Regions from separate parts of the Cricetulus griseus genome. Here region 1 is linked to region 2. A link is a contact called in public Micro-C data. All regions are on one chromosome and are shown on one strand. Each heading gives the region's core, a stretch centred on a gene start, on an enhancer-like site or on the middle of the called end of the contact. The rest is flanking DNA. Distances are from core to core; before and after follow the strand shown. Region 1 has its middle 110 kb from the start of Wnt4. Region 2 has its middle 31 kb from the start of Wnt4.

Region 1 (5,699 bases), core at 1,874-4,373, 140 kb after region 2:
ATGGGACACCCAGGCCATCCCTATCAGTTCTAACTGCCAGGCATGAACAGTGACTAATTCAGCCCCTCTCTTAGTGCCAAGATGACACTGAGTCCCTCTTATCTGTTATTGCCCCATGGAGGCCTTGGGAAGGTAGCCCCACCCTGGAGATGAGAAAAGCCCCAAATCAGAGACTGTCACTTAGTTCTTGCAAGCTGGAGTCTGAATGTAGGTCAGCATGATGGTATTAGCTGCCTGCGTGGAAAAACCCTCCAAGCTCATGCTTGGTTAAGGCTGGCAGAGTGCTCCATCCACCAAGGAGGCCAAAGGTTTCTTAAGTGGACTGGAACTGAGTGGATCTGGGAGGGTTCCATGTGGGCTGTACCGGTTTTCTCAGAAGGCTGACGCTGGGACCCCATGGTTTCCATGACTGAATGGGCATCAGTCCCTCAGGAAGGACAGGAGAGAAATGAAGATGGCAGAGAGGACTAGTAGATCGTGACTCTATGCAGAAGGCCATTCTATCCCCTCTATGAAGAGTCAGTGTCTGGGAGGTCTGGGCTCCACAGAGAGAAGGGAGGGGGCAAGGGAGGGGTATGTGAGCTGTGTTACGAGAGGTGGGTGGGGCTGAACGTTCTCAGCTAGAGAGGGTACCTCCTTCTCCAGCAAGTTTTTCTGGTTTTTGTAAGGCTTGGGGACCATCCTCCCAGAACTAGATGTTAAAAGGACCAGTGTCTTCCCAATACACAAGAGTCCTGTGCTTTAATGCTACCCCATCAAAACATGCTAGATATGCTGTAGAGGCATGAACACTCAGTAGGCAGAGGCAGAAGATTACCAGTTTAAAGACCTGCCTGGACTACATAGCAAGTTATAGGCAAGTCTGTGGGTATATAGCAAGGTGTGATCTCAAAATAAATAAATAAATAAAATAAAATAAAATAAAATAAAATAAAATACAGTGGTCAAATCCCAGCTACTGTCCGGAATAGACAGCCAATAAGTGTTGGCAAAGAGGAGTCTGAGCTCTGGTATGGTCTTGAGGAGGTGGTAAAATGTGCCGCCACTGCAGAATATAATCAAAAGGCTGCAGAATTATTCTGTGATCTGGCAATTCTATGTTCAAGTATACACCCCCAAAGAATTGAGAGCAGGATCTTGAAGAGATACTTGTACAACCATACTCAGCATCATTCACAATAACCAAATGGTGGAAGTGACCAAAGCATCCACTGGCAGATGAATGGGTAAGCAAAATGTGGTACGCCCATTAAACAGAATATTACTCAGCCTTTAAAAAGGAAATTCTGACGCATGCTACAACATGAGTGACACTTAAGGCTATCAAGCCATGTAAAACAAACCCATTGCACAAAGACAAATAGGAAGGGATTCCGTGAGCATTCGGAGTCCTAGAGGCCGAGCAGAAAGCAGGAGGGGTCAGGGTGGAGGTGGGGGTTAGGGTGGGGCTGTGCAATGGGTACAGTTTCAGTTACGGAAGTTTAAGATGAACGTTTTAGCAACCCTGAACTGTAAACTTAAAGATGGTTCCCAAGGAAAATTGGGTCAGATGTGTTTTTCACCCTTTCTGAGCATTTTGCTAGGAACAGCCAGAAACCACCAGAGCAGTTGTTCTCGACCTTGGGTCACAACCTCTTTGTGGCCACATATCAGATATTTACATTATAATTCATAACAATAACAAAATTAAAGTTGCAAAGTAGCAATGGAAATCTTCTATGGTTGGAGGTCACCACAACATGAAGAACTGCATTAAAGGGTTGCAGCAATAGGAAGGTTGAGAACCACTGCTCTAGAAGATACATATAAGACCTATATAGTTTGGATTAAGCACTCAGGTGCTGTGTGGAGAAGGGATGCTTGTAGATAACCGATGGTCTGAGAGAGAGGGTGACAGGAACCTAGACAGAGCTGAAAAGGGAGTGGCCTGGGGGGGTTCACAGGGGCCAGACTGCATGGGAGACAAGAGGAAGTCTCCCTCTTGAGACCCTTGTGTCAATCATCAGAGAGCAGCCTGGGAAGTCCTTAACCCTGACTGTGTCACCTCAGCCCATTTGAGTGTCTCAGTGTACCCGAGGCCTTGACAGGAAGATTTATCCTCTGCCACACAGCCGGGGAAACTGAGGCTGCTTCTGGGTGGGTGCTCATCCTTAGCTTCACAGCCTGGAGTAGGACCTGAAGTGGGGAGTGTAGGGGAGAGACCCAGTCAGGAGAAGCAGGTTACACCCTGTGGGGCAAGGTGGGTGATCACAGTAAAGGTGAAGGGTGTCTGGTCACTGATAGACAAGGGCAGGCTTCTCAGAGCAGATTCAGCTGTGAAGTGTAGGCGAGGTGGTCAGGGAGAGCTTCCAGGAGGAAGGGGCAACTCAGTGGAGATATCTGGAAGAGCAGGAAGTGGCCAGAGAAGACTAAGAAGCCATTCTAGATGTTTCTGTCCTGTGGCGCTCACGATGCCACGAGAAGACAGGACACCAGCCATTTGTTTGTCTCTTGCTCCCCCTACTTGAGGATGCAGTCCCCTGGGAGATCTCTACCTGGATGAGGCAGGAAGGGGTGGGGACAAGGGACAGTTTTTGGGTACAGCCAAGACTTGGCCAGATTTGCCACTCACTAGAGCAGAAGCCACAGGTCCCCAGTCCTGTCACTCACTGTATACACCAACTCCAGGTTTTTATTTTTTGGGGGGGAATGGGATTCCCCAGACTGCTCCAGCGCTGTCTTCACCCCAGAAGAAGCCCCTTTCTCAGAGTCCACCAGACAGGTCAGACAGTCATGGGGAATCAGTCATAGCAGTTGGCAGGGAGAAGACAAGGACAGGAGGGACATCCCGTCAGTAATTGAGATCAGAGATGGGGTTTAGGTTCCACTTTAGCTATTGACTCCTCTTGGGTGAGTCCGTGTCCCCTAGGCCTCAGTGGTCCCTGTGTTTGGATGGGAGGGTGGATTGGGGTCCTAGGTTCTTCCTGGAGTTACCATAGCATTGAGCACTGTGGGGTACAATGGAGATGAGACTGAGGTTGCCCTAGGTGCCTGGCTCTCTGCCACACCGGCCACCACCAGGGTCCTGAGTCATCTTCCAGGCAGTGGTGACCGCTCTCTGCCCCTGGCTCCCCCAGGCCCCATGACCCTGGGAGGTTTCCCAGGGCCAGGCCGTCCCAGGCAGGCGGCGCACTGGAAATCTCAATACTGACCCAATGCAAGCGCAGGAAGTGGGGAGGACAGGCCGCAGGGTTTCCTGACTGGGGGAGACGGCTGCTGAGTGATGAGCCCCTAGTCTAGTTCCCCCTTTTAGGTCACCTACTGCCCATGGCCAGCTAGACCAGCCTCTCCTCTGCACTCCAGGGCTCTCTCCCAGGATCTCCTCCTCCACATTCCGGAGTCCAGGCACAGACGGGAGCTGCTGGGCAACTCTGAGGCCTCCAGCCCTGTAGGGCCCTGCCTCCTCTAGCTGCTAGCTCTTCCCAAATGAGAAGCTCACTGTCCCCTGATCCCATTCTTCTGTCCCCTCTGCCGGAGGCAGAAATTAAGGCTTATAAAGTTCCTTTACCAGGATTCAGACTCATCTTCATGGGATCCCAGGCTAATGTTTGGCCAGCTTTCTAGGAGTGAGTCATGACAAAATCTTGGGTAGTCACAACTGCCTCCAGGGGCCATGTTATCAAGTTGCTGTTACAGATGGGGTTGGGCACTAAGGCTCAGAGAAGAGAAGGGCGAAGGTCTGAGTCTACAGTGAGGAATCTGGGCTGAGGTGAGCTCAACCCAGAAGTATGTTTACCACTGACTGGGTAGCCTGTGTGGCAGGAAGACCTGTCCTGCCCCTAGTGCGGTCCTTTTGTGTGGAGGACTACAAAGCCATTCTCGGGGGCCAGCTTAACCCTCAGCCTTCTGCCTCAGTGGAGAGTCTACCTGCCCTTCAAGCTCATCTCCTTTCAAAGGGAGGGGTTTGGGGATGCATGATAGAGCACTCCCCAAAGGTCAGTGGAGGCTTGCCTTCCTCCTGGATTAGATAGGGGTAAGGACAAGGTCACACAGGCTTTCATTGGGCCTTGCTTGACTTTTATACCCTGGGCTGGCCACGTAAGGCATCATCAATCAAACCCATTAATGTTCTCAATCTGGGCAGGTATCACCAATCAAACCTGTCATGATTCACTTGATTTAGGGCTGCTGCTGAAGAGTTCCTGGTTCATCGCATGGCCATGTTGAGGAGCCACAGGGAGGCCTCACTTGAAATGTAGTGCAAACAATGTGTAGGAAGCCTGAAAAACTGCTGTCATTGTATACCATAGACACTGGTTGTTTACGTACACCTGTACCCATGCATGCGTGCAGACTCATCTGTATGTTGACAGCCTTGTTTTCCACTGTGAGGTTCAAGGCTAGAGCCGGGACATACACCAGCTTCTTACTTACTGAACACCTAGTGTGTGGCAGGCAAGATACCAGCCTATACTAATTCATCTCCTTTGCTCCAAGGTTGCAGGGTAGAGGGGGTTGACTTTCCAAATGTGGTCAAACTGTATTATGGATCTTATCAATTATCAATGTCTGTTCTGGGTGCAGGAAGGAAATACTGGTAAAGTATCACAATTCCTATCAATTAGTAATGTCTGCTGTAGGAGCGTACAGGAGTACTGGTAAAGTTGCTTCATGTGTGCCTTCATTTGTGAGATGTACAATATTGTATGCTTTCTGTTTAATCATGGGTCTTTTCATAAGTTGCTGCTAAAGCTTCATAGAACAAGATTTTATATAAGTAAATAATGACATATATATATATATATGTATATATATATATGTATGTATGTATTAGGTGATTCAACATTTTATCTCTGTAGGTATAAACCTGTAGAGGTTATTGCATATGTAAAGGGCTAGGTTCAGGAGCTCGAGCATTGTTCACCTATAGAATTGTTCTTTATGTGTTAGGAAAAAGTGTTCATTTGAGGGATCATGGCTCGGAAAATAACACTGCATAGATTTTAGTTCCCTTAACTTCACTATTCCGGTGCTCTTGTTCAGCAGACAACTTGAACAACCATACACAGTGTTCAGTGTCCTGCAAACCCCACAATTTATATCCTCCACCCTAAATCTAGTGCTCATTTCACTGTGTGCAGCACATGGACCAACCACCCTCTGGGTATTGGACGTTTATTTTCATTCAAGGTAGATGGTGCTTGGTCTGAGGTGACATGAGGAGCCAGAAGGAAGAACAGCACTAACAACTCAGCCTGTGTTTGTGCCACAAGCAAGCAAGATTCTGCTGGTGCCATTAGCTGCAGCCAGATTCCGGCGTGGGCCCCGGGTTGTGAATAGTCCCAGTGAGGGGCCTTTGGGGATCGCTGGATTCCACCCAGGCCAAAACCTTGGCCACTGGAGATTTGGGAGGGGAGGCCTGCTTGGCACTCGTCCTATAGGCTTCTAACTGTTCCTCTTTTACTGGGACCCTGCCGGGCTTGGGCTTGTGCATGTGGCTGTCGCTTGGCTGAGCATGGGGTGCTTGAAAAACATCTCCTGAAAGCAGAGAAAGTGTGAGCCATCAGGAGGGAGGGTGAGGACGGAGAACAGTCCTCCGAGGCTGAAGATTTACTGCGTTCATTTGGCTCGGCCCAAGGACATCAGGAGGCCCAGGGTGAAATACCTTCCGGAGGCCAGCTTGCTGTTTCGCTGTTCAAAGTCACTGTCAACATGGTAAC
Region 2 (6,461 bases), core at 3,640-6,139:
CATTTGCTCCGAATTAGGTTGACAGTTGGTCTCTGGCTGCATCTTTCCCAACAGAGGGTCTTAGCCATTTTTGGGTTTACCTGACTCTGTCACATCCCTGTGGAGAGAGGCAGGGATAGTTGGTGAGAGTGACATTAGACAACTTGGTATTGTAGTGCTGTGGAAATGGCATTCATAGGCTTGGGGTTTGAGTTTATCTCTGACTACTCCCCTGATTGCTAACTTGAGGCAAGTGAACATTTCCCATGTGAAGTGAAGGTAGTTGTGTTTCACCGAGAGTAGAGGATTGCTATATTTAAGGATGGAAAGGGGTAGGTAGCACCGTCACTTTCCTTGTCATTGTCAAGCAGGGCCACTTGGGCTACTCCTTCTGTCACTGCCCAGTTCTGAAGGTGTGGGGAATGTGCCTGATGCCAGCCATCTGGTCTTTGTGGCGCTTCAGAGGACTGTCCTGTCCTGGTCTGATGGAGGGCATCTGGGGCTTCCTTTCTGAAGAGCTTCCTTTTGGAAGCCCTTTCTTCTGTTAGCTAAGGGCATAGGGATACTGGAGTAAGAGCCGTCTCTCCGCCTGGATAGTGGACAGTACCTGCGAATCCTCCTGGCCTCTAGAGGGATCGATGTCACTGCCTGCACTGAGCCTGCACTCGCTGCTTTGACTGCCAGCTTATTCCAAGACCCCCAGGGGACTTGAGCCGTGGTTGTGCTTCCTGCTGCAGCATGGTTTTTGATGTTCCCTTCTGCTTCTCCCACTGTTCTGATAGTATCACTGGGGAAAGCTCTGGGAGTTGGAGACCCAGGTTCTGTTTGGGGTATTTGATTTGTGTGGTAGAACCCTATTACAGGAACAACAGCTAGCGGGAGCTCATCATGGTGGCACATCAGTTTTGCTCTGCCCTGCTACCCCAAGCAAATTGAGCTGTGTGCCCCGCCAGTGCATGGGATGTTACCAAGAGATTTTAATACTATTGATGTAGGCTTTCCTCTAGCTTCTTAATTACCCCCACCCTCTGTTTTAATAGCTTGGACTAGCCTGGACTCACTATGTAAAGAAGGCTGGCTTTGAACTCAACAGAGATCCATCCAGTTGCCTCTGCCTTCCAAATGCTAGGATTAAAGGAGAGAACTAAGAAATATTTGCTAGCTGTGGATAGATAACTTCTGATACTGCTACTTCTACTTCCCAGCAGGCATGTGCTACCATGCTTGGTTTATGCTGTGCTGGGAGCCAAGCCTAGGGCTTGGTATATGTATTCTACTAGTGCAGTGTGTGTGCGAGAGAGAGAGACAGAGAGACAGAGAGACAGAGAAAGAGAGAGAGAGGGAGGGAGGGAGGGAGGGAGAGAGGGAGAGAGGGAGAGGGAGAGGGAGATAATATTTACAACCACAGCTCCACAGCTGCTAGGGAAGATTTTATACACTTAGAACCAGGCTTATCTTCGGTCCCTCAGTTTCTGAGAGGACAGCCTGAATTTGAATAATGCTCATTTAGGGGCAGGACTAACCTGGGTCATACAGCCCTAGTTAGAGAACAGGACAGCAGGTTCTCCTGAAGGAGATTTTTGCTATTGAAGAGTTTAATAGAACTTAAATATATCACAGGAAACAGGAACTCTGGGGAACTTCTCCTGATATGGGCCAACTAAACTCTACCCAAGTCCTTGGAAGACTGAGATGAAGGGAGAATCAAGAGCTGGACTGTTGTTACTGTGCTGAGGCTGTGTTCCTCGTGTCTCACTCTGGCATGACTTAGCGCATTCAAATATTATCCCCATTGGTACATGGTGCTTCTGTAAAAGTAGACAGAACACATCTTCAGGAAAGTAGATGATCAGGGGAAATAAACCGTAATCTGATAGTGCTCAAAATCCATAGTAATTCTAAAATTATATCCAGCCAGGATCATAAGAAGCACCCCCCAGTCTACCCCATTGCCTTTGGAATCTCAGCAGCCTGCCTAAGCAGTCAGCTTGTCAGGAAGCCCCTACTTCTGTTCTGGGTTTTCTCCTGGAGTCTACAGGTATCCCAGAACAGAAGCCCCTGAGCCCTTGAGCTATTCCTTTTGAACCTCCTACCCCTTCTTTCTAGTCCTAAACAGCCACTGGGGCTGTATCTGTCACCCTAAACTTTCTCAGTTTGGAGGTTTTATGTATATAGGGTGGTACACAATGTAGTATTTTGTGGTTGGTTTCTTTCACTTAGCATGTTTTCAGGGGCCTGTGTGACTACTTCATCCCCTGTCTGCATGAATTCAAGGCAAGCTCTGCTACTAAGCCCTAGTCCCTGCCTGCTTCATTCTTTGTCCTGTGACTGTCAAATTTTGCTTATTGATCCATGGGTACACATTTTGGTATGGCTTTCTAATTCTCAAATGGGGAAATGGAGGGGCGCAATGCGCACATGTGTGCCTGGGGCTGGAGGAGGCTGGTGCCATCTGTTTGCCTGGGCTGGTAACTGGCGAGAGGGATCGTGCAACTTGCAAGGACTTGGAGAAGAACTGAAGTTGCTTTGAGTTTGGAGCCTCCTGGTCTCTTCAGAAGCAGTTGCGTTGCCTGAGGGAGACTTTGGCTGTCTGTTTCCTGCTGTCTTCTGCAGCCTGGGATGGATTCTCTTTCCCTAACTTAGCTGTTCTCAACCTATGGGTAGAGACCCCTTTGGGCTAGCATATCAGATATTTACAGTTCTTAACAGTAGCAAAATTACAGTTAGGGAGTAGCAATAAAATAATTTTACAGTTGGGGGTCATCACATGAGGAACTATTAAAAGGGTCGCAGCATTAGGAAGGTTGAGAACCACTACCCTAACTGAAAAAGGGTATCTGCCTACCTTCAGTGTTGTGAAGTAATAAAGGCCAAACATCCCTCAGTAGCCCTGTCTGAATGGCACCATGGACCAAAGAAGATGGCCTTGAAGTCGCTCTGTAATAATGCAGAATATCCACTAGGTGGCAGAGAAACAATAAGAAAAGGCTGGCCATTGTTGCTCAGGTCTTAAGAAGGCTACTAGTTTGTTTTTTCTCATTCCCAGTGAGAGCAGACTCCAAAACTGCTGCGAAAAGAGTTCCTAGCTGTCTTGTCACCTGCAGCCTTACTTTGACTCTCGAGAAGCCTGCTGTCCCTCCAAACCAAGGATCCTGTTTCCAGTTCTCAAACATCGTTTGCCAACCCCCTAGTCCTCAGTCTGCAGGATTCTTGTGAATTTATTTGCCTTTTAGGTGACCTTCAGCCAGGATCATCTTTTTTAATTGAGGCATGTTAAGTTTTTGATGTCGGATTGCCTCTGGGGAGCTTTTTGCCTGAGACGGCCTCTGTTGTAGACAGACAGGAATAATGAAATGTAGGTAGGGATTTAGGAGGAATTGGTTTATTTCAGGACTGGTTGGAATGTGCAAACAGTGCATTAGGACCCTAAGATCCGGCAGCCTCTATGTTTCCCCTGGTTCAAAGCCAGAATGGGAAAATAAGGAAAATGCTTAGCATCTTCTTGGGCCACTCAGGATTTCCCACCGTTCAGTTTTTCTTAGTGGCCTTCTGCTCTCAAGGAGGGTAGTTGTGTTCCTAGTAGAGTACAAGCTCCCTCATTTGCAAAGCCCTGGAGATGGAGGTTGAGGAGAGCAGGGGTGAGGCTACATTGCTAGATGGGCAGTTGGAAGCAGCCTCGAAATATTAGGGGTCCCATGAAGAAAGCTTGGATTAGGGAGACACTAAATCTCTCCCACTGAGGCTCTGCTGTCAAGTGAATGGAGTGTCTGGGCAGGCCTGTAGCTTAGACTGACAGAAGTAGATAGATCTTGGCCCTTTTTGTGCCTCAGCAGGTCTGTTCCTGCAGTGCACTAGGAACCAGCTGGCTCCGGGCTCATGCTGTGTGATAATGTCTGTTGTCTTAGCAGGTGTTTGAGCCTCTGCTTGGCACTTTTTTTTTTTTCCCTAAATGACTGTATATTCCCAGGTTTTGTGCATGTTAGCTAATGTGATATTGAACATAGTGAGTTCAGATGTTTGACAAGAAGAAAAGCAGGGAGAGAGGGCCATCAGGAATGCAAAAGAAAACTGCAAGGAAAAAAAGCACATGTGGGCCGTGATGTCATCTGTTTATAAAGCTGTCACAGGCTGCTTTCATGTTCATCTTTGCAAGGGCTGGTATGGCCAGTGGAACAGGTGTTTATTTTGCAAATGAGAAAACTGGTTTAGAGTTGAGCTTTACAAGATTTTACAGGTTGAACCCAGGCCTGTAGGTTCTGTGCTCAGTGCTCCCTCTGCTTATATGCCTGTGATGCCTCTTTCCGGCCAATGAGGTTAGAAAGGTCAGGCATAGCCTTCCAAGTCAGTGTGTCAGATTCATCCTTAGCTCTTCTCATGGCCCCGTGCTCCCTTCATGAAGTCGTCACTCACCCTAGTGACAGGCTGTTGCCTTTACTTGGTCAGATTGAGGTGGAAGTGACTCATGGGAGACCAGGCTGTGGCTTTGGCTTCTGGATTTGTCTCCCTTGTATGAATTTTCTCCTTTAGATGTTAAAGGGGAGCCTCCCTTCCCACTGGGGTTTAGACATTGGAAGCTGTGGAAGAGAGAGCATTGGGAAGAAGAGAAAGCAGCATTGAGGGTGCTTCAGGAGTCCCAGGATTCAGAGTAAATAACTTCAGAGTCTATACCTTCAAAACTTACTGCAAAATAGTGTCAGGTGTCTGCAGTCCAATACTTTCACTTTGGAAAAGCCTGTTCACCTCTTGGAGGTTTTGTTCTCCATGCCTGAAAGTTAGGTTCTGTGTCTCAGGGCAGTTGAGAGGTAGAGGCGTGTGTGCAGAGAATAGTTGTCATGCCATAGTTGTGGCCTGAGTGATCACCACCTAGTTAACCACCCTTTCCCATGTGCCGCTAAAGGTTGGGCCCTTGATCAGCTCGTGCTCTGCTGGGCTGGGAACAGGAGTCCAGCCCAGGCCTGGCTCTTGGGAAGCTAACCCCATGGGCTGTAGAATCTGATGAAACTGTACTTTCCCAGGAGAAGGGGGAGGATGTCTTTAAACTTGCTGGCTGCTGAGCCCTGGGACAAAGGGGAGACAAGCCCCAGGGCTGAGACAGTCATGTCTTTATTATCTCAGATGTCTCAGGCCTGTCCCCCCTCCTGGAGATATATGGCCGGGAAGGCAAGCTCCATGGCCTCGGCGTGAGTCCAGGTCCTAGGAATGTCTGGCTGTTTTATAGCAAACGGGATCACGCACAACAGCCCAGCATCCAGGCATCTCCACCCTAGCAAGCTCATTCTCCCCGCCAACTTGTAAAACAGTGGGACCTACAGCAGTGACACAGGCTCTGTGGCTTGTGGGGTCCCAGCCACGTCCTGGGCACTGATGAACCCCTCTGAGGCTATGGGCACAAGGCCAGTGGTGAAAAGCTCCATTGAACCCAGGGACCCCTTTAAGGCCAGACCCTGCCAGCTCAGTTCTCACTTGTAAGCTAAAGGCTGCCCTGACTCAAGCCTGTTTCTCCCCCTTTTTGACCCCTCGGGGAGCAGCTGCAGGGAGCCACTGAGAAGCCGTGTTTACAGATGCACTTGGCATGGGATGAGGAGACCAGCCATAGTCCTTGAGTTCCAGTGTCCAGCTGCTCCCAGGTGCTGGGGAGTCTTCTATTCTGGGCCCCAAAGAAACAAGCCCACACTGTTGTCTTTGGCTGAGGCTTCAGGGACTTGGAGATGAGGAGGCCAGGAGACAAGATGGGTCAGATGGCCATTCAGGGTGTCATTTATAATAAAGCCATGTGGGCTGGCCCTCCAGAGAGGCCTTATGCAGGGACCAGGAGTCACCGGCCAGGCCAAGGCTCTCTTCTGGGGCCCTGGAAGGGGAATCATGGGGACCTGGGCTTTAAGGAGAGTTGATGAGGAAGAGGAGGGTCCAGAGTAGTGGTTCTTAATGTGTGGGTTGCAGCCCTTTGGGGGGGGGGTCACATCTCAGATATCCTGCATGTCAGATATTTACATTATGATTGATAACAGCAAAATTACAGTTAGGATGTAGCAGCAAAATAATTTTATGGTGGGGGCAGGCGTCACCACGACATGAGGAACTGTGTAAGAGGATGGCAGTGTTAGGAGGGTTGAGAAGGCCTAGAGTACCAGGCATGGAGCTGTTGAATTGTAGAACTGTGGCAGACCTGAGCTCATTCCTCTGCTTTCCCTTGTCAGCTCAGTCTGCCCTGCACCTGAGTCCTGCTTCAGTTGCCTGGGCAGCCTTTCCCCAGCTTCACGCCTCAGTTCTTCTGACCTTTATTCAATGCTGCCCTTCATGGAACTGAGGCACCATATCCTATTTTGAAGGATTGCATGGTTGGGGACACAGATAAAATGTATAAGCCATAAAGTGTGTCATGTCGTTGTGTGTGCTGGGCGATGTGTTAGTGTGCTTTTATCTTCAATGCAGGCAACCTTCCTACAGTTTATCTTCAAGATCCACAGCTAGGGAGTTATAGA

Evidence for each region. A called contact is a pair of places that touch in the nucleus more often than the background predicts.
Region 1: a contact with region 2 is called in a Micro-C map of the CHO-K1 cell line, with 2.0 times the contacts expected there. The contact joins two enhancer-like sites. A contact is called at or near these places in 5 of 8 Hi-C or Micro-C datasets (the CHK-Q cell line, the CHL-YN cell line, the CHO-K1 cell line and 2 more).

The regions. Positions count from the first base shown.
Region 1 is chr2:16,146,313-16,152,011 of CriGri-PICRH-1.0, forward strand. No RefSeq gene overlaps it. Among named protein-coding and RNA genes, the nearest start is that of Wnt4, 110 kb to the left of the region's middle. Within about 2 kb of position 3,124, at least 2 of the 6 cell types and tissues checked have open chromatin away from gene starts, as enhancers often do. A contact at or near this core is called in the CHO-K1 cell line, where this site is marked.
Region 2 is chr2:16,001,867-16,008,327 of CriGri-PICRH-1.0, forward strand. No RefSeq gene overlaps it. Among named protein-coding and RNA genes, the nearest start is that of Wnt4, 31 kb to the right of the region's middle. Within about 2 kb of position 4,890, at least 1 of the 6 cell types and tissues checked has open chromatin away from gene starts, as enhancers often do. A contact at or near this core is called in the CHO-K1 cell line, where this site is marked.